Regions from separate parts of the Mus musculus genome. Here region 1 is linked to region 2. Evidence: chromatin contacts called from public Hi-C data. All regions are on one chromosome and are shown on one strand. The core of a region is the stretch at or near the end of the contact, and the rest is flanking DNA. Distances in the headings are between cores, read along the strand shown. Region 1 has its middle 40 kb from the start of Gm32223. Region 2 has its middle 25 kb from the start of Gm38838.

Region 1 (3,254 bases), core at 397-2,896, 300 kb before region 2:
TCTTATTTGTTTGTAAGGAAGTTAATCTCAGAATTATTTAGATGTAAGGACAATCATTTAGAGGTAATCTAATTAAAGAATTGGTTCACTAAATTGTAGTACACGCAATATATCCATGAGCTGAATAGCTTGAAGAGGTGCACATATTAGGTGAAAAAAGTCAGGTGACTAAACCCAGGTATATTTATGACCCTAACCTTTATCCCTAGGCACGTACACGGAAAAAATATTCAAAGGGTTTTAAGACAGCTGTATCTACAGAATGCATGAAGGCTGATTTATGTCTTACATTTTGCTTCTGTCTATGCGTCTATGGTTATCATTTTTGTTCAGAAAACAAATAGTATCAAAACCCCAATCCAGTGGGCTGCAGTGAGCTAGGATTTAGTGGTAGCCTCTGCTCAAGAACATCTAATCATTTGAAATGGAAGCTGCTGTGCAGCTCTACATTTGTGCAGTAGAAGAAATACCTGCTCAGCGCCCCCAGGCAGCATTTGATTTGTACATATTTTCTCAGACTAGATGGAGTCCTGCCCTACCTTCCCTCTGATCGTGAGGCCACAGCAGCTATCCATGGGTTTTTGTCTGGAACTGCCATCCCTTAGGATGTGGTGATGGTTCTATAGACACCCTCCCTCACTTTTGTTCCCCTTGGTTTGTCTGCTGTTATACAAGGACAGAGAAACTGAAATCATACAACCATTTATTCAGTGTCACCCAAGTGCGGGTGATGGGGCTATGAGAGTGCAAACTCAAGAAGAATAGGTACTGAAGTGTGTGTGAATGGGGCAGTGGGGACCCGTGCATTCACTCGCCTTCTGCTTGAAGGAGTAAGCCACAAGCTCAGTTATCTCTCAGTATCTGAGGGAATAAGCTCTGTCCTCCAGCTCAAAGGATGCTCAAGTCCTATATGTAGACTGGCAGAGCATTTGCTTGCAACAGGCACATAGCCTCTCAAGTGCTTTGTTCAACTCCCTAGAGTTCATAATGCGTAAGTCAATGCAACTACTATGCAAATGGCGGTACTCAATTGTTTAGAGAACAGTGACACGGGGAAACACCTGCATGTTTAGGAAAGATGAAATTCTTCATTCATAGCTGGTGGAATACCTCTGAAACCTGTCTATATGTGGGGCTGACTATAAAGAAGTTTGTCTTCCTATGGAGTAAAATCCGGAGTCATTGTTTTTTCTCTGTAGTGGGAAAATGGGTAGATTTGTCAGAGCGAATGGAAAACACAAGTGGTAAGACCCTTTAAAGTTAGAAATAAGTTATGTCTCTACCATGCAGTGGGGAAAAAGTCCTTCCAAAGCTTTTATACATTTTTGATCAAAGAGTTGGGAATTTATCAAATGTTGCTCACATTGCTTTTTTGGATTAGTTGAAAATTTGTATTTATAATTTTTAAATATTTTTAATTTGTGTGTGATTGATCCATGGTGATTTTCTGGTAATAAGATTAAATCTAGATTTTGAGACCACACATTCTCCAATTATGCTTGTTAAGTTAAATTTCAAATTAGTTTTGACGTTTGAAAGTTGACCACTAGATGGCACTTAAAATCCATGAGACTAAGGGAGACCCAGCTTGGGAGGCAAGAAGACCCAAGATGGGAATCCAACTTGGAGTCTCAGAACAGTCTTATATCATATATTTGTAGGGAAAAAAAATAAACCCCAAACCAAACAAACCAAAAACAATCAGTCTCAAGATTATTCCAAAATTATTGGAGGGCAGGATTCTTAAACTGGACCTATAAATGACAGGATGTTTGTCTTTAAATTTAATTTCCCTTCATCTGAATTTCTATCGATATGCAGGATTTTGGTATTAAGACAACAGACTGCTGAGCTAATGAGGGTCTGGCAAATTGTGAAGGGCTGTGTTCTGTCTGAAAAGATTTGCAATGTGCACAGGGAATCAAAATGGGTTTCAATCCCAGCTCAGTGTCTGCTCTGTTGGCTGGTTCTCTCTCTCTCTTTCTCCCTCCTCCCCCCTCTCTCTCCCTCATTTATTTGGTTTCTGTTCTCTCATATATCAGAGCAGCAAGTGTGGTGTAACAGTTGGTTTCAGGGCCATGACGCAGGGAACCAATGTGCCTGGCTGTGGCTAATCTGGATGGAGTGACAGGTAAAGTTTGGAGGGATGGGAAGGCTCAGTTTTAGCCAAGCGTTATGCAACAGCATTGTGGAAAGGCACAGCCAAGTAAACAACATCCAGAGCTGCAGTGCTGTTTACCCGGCAGACTGTGCAGTCAGCACCAAGAAGGATGCTAGATGGGCAGGCGAAGGGAAGGCTTTGGTCCAGCCTCCATAGCCAATCAGTCACCAGGAAGACCTTGGGCGAGTTAATACATCTCTGAGCATTTCTTCTTACTTAGACAAAAAGAAGCTAGTTGAAATGATATCTGAAACTCTTGATGGAGTCATGTCAGGACATAATTTAAAAATTCTTACTTATTTATCCTGATGGTTTTTGATGTCGGTATAGATGGGATTTTGGCACCCTCCTTGCTTTCTACAGCAGACGATGGAGGGTGAGATACCTGGTTAGTGCTCTGACTTCAAATCTAGACAATCTCTTTCTTTCTCCCTCCCTTTTCCCTCCTTCCCTGCCTCCTGCCTCCTTCCTCTTCCCACACCTCACCTCACTTGTGCGCTCGTGAGCGTGCACACACACATAGAAGGTATGTATGCATGTGGAAGGAAGCTGCAGGTCAGCCCTGGCTCTCGTTCTTCAGAAGTCATCCACCTTGCTTTTTAAGACTCCCTCCCACTGGCCTGGATCTCACTCCTAGGATAGGCTGGCTGGCTTCTGAGCAGCAGGGATCCTCTTGTCTCTGCCTCCTCTGCACTGAAGTTAAAATCCTTCCAACCTTGTGGACTATGCCACCTTCATTTGGAAGCCAGGCACCCAGGCTCTCATGTTTCCTTCTATACCCAGTGAATCCAGATCTGCATTTTTATAGAGATTCCCCAGGTGACTCATGTGCTCAATATTACGTGGCCCAGGCTGGCCACAGAGAGCTAACCTCAAAGCTATTGTCATTCCTTCTCCCCCACCCCTCTTCTTTCCTATATAGGACTTCAGTCAGCTGAAACCTGAGACTTAGTCATTTTTTTTTTTGAGACAGGGTTTGTGAACCTCACAATACATCACAGGGTGTCCTTGAACTCATGATCTTCATACCATGGCCTCACAAGTGCAGAGACTGCATATGCAAGCCACCATGTCCAGCCCCCTTATACATATT
Region 2 (3,262 bases), core at 252-2,751:
CTGATGCCTTTGAGTGGGGCAGCCTGGCTTTGAAGGGTAAATGGGAGTAGTCCCGAGCACTCCTGTTGGAAGCTGTTTACTGGAAATGTAAATCGCACTGACGTAAAACATGAGACTGCTTCCATCTTGACACACAGACACAGCTTTTTGGAAACCGAGATTTTATTATGAAATCATAATTAAATCACTGCGTGCACATTTTTTTCCGGTCCATGAAATGACCATGAAATATGTCAAGTTTTTCCAGGAAGTCACTGTGAAATCAACACAAATATTTCCATCAAAAAATGGACCTTTGTGTAGATTAGAGCGAGGATTGCTGCAGGCATTCTGTCTGTGCTCCTCTAATTAAATGTTTCTTGTCAGAGGAAAAAGCTTTTAATACATTTTTTTGAAACTAATTTCATATCTGTGTGGCCTGGGCAGAGGAGGTTTGCTACAGAAATGGGAAATAAGGTCCTTCGGGGCCTGCTTGCACTTTTAGTCTCTATCTTGTGGCTGTAGGCAAAGACAACTGTAATAAACCTTCATTTCAAGGAGAAAACCTGCCTTGTGGTCTTCCCATCTAATGTGTCTTATCTGTTTCCTCTGCCCCCACACAATCTGTCTTATGACACGTGAGCTTCCTTCAGAATTCTCACACTTGAAGCCCACTACTTCAGTGATAGGAGAGTTTTCACGGTCTTATGTGTTCCAAAGCAGATATGTGGACATATTAAGGGAGGGACAGATGGCTGATCTAATCAGCTGTGGTCAAGTATCCACATGACAGTTCATTAACTCATCTTTAAATTGAGATGTGTACTTAACACATAGTTCTCAGTGGTAGACTGAGGTATTTGAGTTTTAGTTTTTGTGCAGATGTCCTATTTAAATTTACTTGAGAAAAATTTCATCTGGAATGGGTGATCATAACCTGTACAGGTTAATAAGGCTACCCAATTTGCATTTTATTTAAAATTCAAAACATTATCCCTTGAATAGAGATGCAATATGAATGTATTCAACATTTAGTTACAGGTATATACTTAGGGAAGGAAATATCTTCCTTGGATTGTGAGGTCAAAATCAACTTACTTAAATTATTATGTATAGCAAGGGTATGTTTTATTGAGTCGTACATAAAATTGGGAGTATATGTACCACTGTGGTGGCAATGCTTGTCCAAGGAAGTGGACCAAGGAATAATATATAATATAACATATATATATATATATATATATATATATATATATATACACACACATACATATATATTTATTCCCTTTGTTTATTCTTATTTACAAATTTTCCTATTATAAACCTGCATTACCTGTGTCACAAAATGTTAAAAGGAGAGATTTATATATAACACATGCACTTTGAAACATTTCTAATTTAAATGTACTCGCTGTTAGCAATTTCACATCATTTGGCTTGGCTCGCTGAGTTTCTCAAGTGATACCAGGCTGTTTATATTAGAGAGTACTACAAATTGGATAACCAAAAGCCTCCTAGAGAGAGCTCATAAAATGACATGGTTGGATAGAAACCTGAACAGATGGGCTAGCTCTGCCATGTGCTGCATGAACCCCACTGCTCGCAGTCTTTGGCCAACAGCACACTGGAAAAGTACAGTTCTAAAAATAAGTTGGTAGAAAGGGGGATGCGAATCTTTGAGTTGGGACTTGGTAGACAGGCACTTGTGAGGCTGTTTCACGTTTATTAACACTGCCTGTCTCTCTCTGTTTTTAGTGCTTGTGAAAAATAGTTGAGCTTCAGCAGGATCGTAGGAAGATGGACTGTAATGGGGGATGAGGGACACTCAGCCCTGCATTCCCCAGTAGTTCCACTGGTGTTAGTTAGCACATTACAGTGTAACTAACTCGTCAGAGTCGTGTCTTGTGATGCATGTGATGATAATAAGCAGGGGAAAGTGGAGATGTAATTGGCTAAATAAAATGACTAAGGGCAATTTTGGTTCCGGATTTTCTGGTGGCTGGAAATTAATGGCAAAGATCTGCAGACAGTACTAGGGTGTGTCTGTTATCTGTTTAGAGGTCAGATCCTACTTCTGAGTCATCTATCTGAATTATACAGAGAAAGAACAAAAGAACGTAAAAGTATTTGCTGTCCCAGTTTAAAATAAGATGTCAGTAAGAATGGAAAATTCCAATTTGGGAAATATTCCTTTCATAACTATCTGGTGGTTAACATCTCCAGAGATTGCTGAAGGATGTGTTTATCATATTGATAACAAAATAAAGGTGGGCTCTTCCATTTCTGTTAGAGAAATATCCTTTTCACCACTCATTGTTCACATTGAGCATCTATTTATATACCTTTCAATTGTACAATCCAAAGAGTATTATATCCTATTTTGTTAAAGATTAAAAAAAAATGATTTCCCTGGCATTACATTTAAACTAATTTAAAAGTTTTTAATTTTTCTTTAAAACTACTAAAGCTCTTAAATCAAAAGATATCATTTTAATCTCACACATTTTAATGAATAATTTACCATTATTTTGTTACCAGGAGACCACTGAGGTATTTTCATGTTTCATAATTGATTTCTTTCTCTTTAAATGCATACTTACATGGGTTGCTCACTTTTTGTGATTTCTTACTGTTTCTCACTCACTATGACAATTTTTGCAATAAAAATAAAGCACAGAAAATAATAAAATTAAAACAAAAACATTCCTGTTTGGGCATTTTATGGGATTCTTGAGTGTGTAAACATGTGTGTCTCTGTATCTACATGTGTTTCTTGTGGTTGGTTGTTTTATCATATTCCAATTTTTAAATTTTTATTTATTTTATTTTATTATTATTCCTGAGATTCCTTCGGTTTCTAAAAAGAGACAGAAAGGATCTAGATGGGAAGGGATGTGGGGAGGAGCTAAGAGGAGTAAGAAGAGGGGGAAACTGTAATCCAAATATATTTTATGAAATAAAACTGATTCAATAAAAGAAAAATTAATCAGGAATTTTTAGTCAAGGCATTTTTCCTTTCTACATGTTCCCTAAAAAGTAAGTTGCTCTAGTTCAATTAGATTTTAAAAATCTAATCTAACTCCAAATTTCTACTCAAATATTTTTTCAATTCATAATTTTATGTGTTTCCAATTAATGAATAAAGTTCTTACCATTACAAAAAAATGGATGCTGTGTTTCAGATGGTAAGTGATTGTTTAAAGTCAAACCTAGTTCATTAGCAGCTTGGGGACATCTACATCTATATCTATAGCTACATCTACATACTTCTATTTAATGATGT

What was found. Hi-C and Micro-C count contacts between places; a contact is called where the count stands out from the background.
Region 1: a Hi-C map of ventral hippocampal neurons shows a contact between it and region 2, with 2.4 times the contacts expected there. The contact joins two enhancer-like sites. A contact is called at or near these places in 1 of 39 promoter capture datasets (hippocampal neurons), 7 of 484 Hi-C or Micro-C datasets (cerebellar granule neurons, cerebellum, neural progenitor cells and 2 more) and 1 of 115 datasets of contacts at active chromatin or transcription factors (astrocytes).

The regions. Positions count from the first base shown.
Region 1 is chr6:81,767,698-81,770,951 of GRCm38.p6, reverse strand. No RefSeq gene overlaps it. Among named protein-coding and RNA genes, the nearest start is that of Gm32223, 40 kb to the right of the region's middle. Within about 2 kb of position 1,646, at least 33 of the 459 cell types and tissues checked have an H3K27ac peak or open chromatin away from gene starts, as enhancers often do. A contact at or near this core is called in ventral hippocampal neurons, where this site is marked.
Region 2 is chr6:81,470,075-81,473,336 of GRCm38.p6, reverse strand. No RefSeq gene overlaps it. Among named protein-coding and RNA genes, the nearest start is that of Gm38838, 25 kb to the right of the region's middle. Within about 2 kb of position 1,501, at least 16 of the 459 cell types and tissues checked have an H3K27ac peak or open chromatin away from gene starts, as enhancers often do. A contact at or near this core is called in ventral hippocampal neurons, where this site is marked.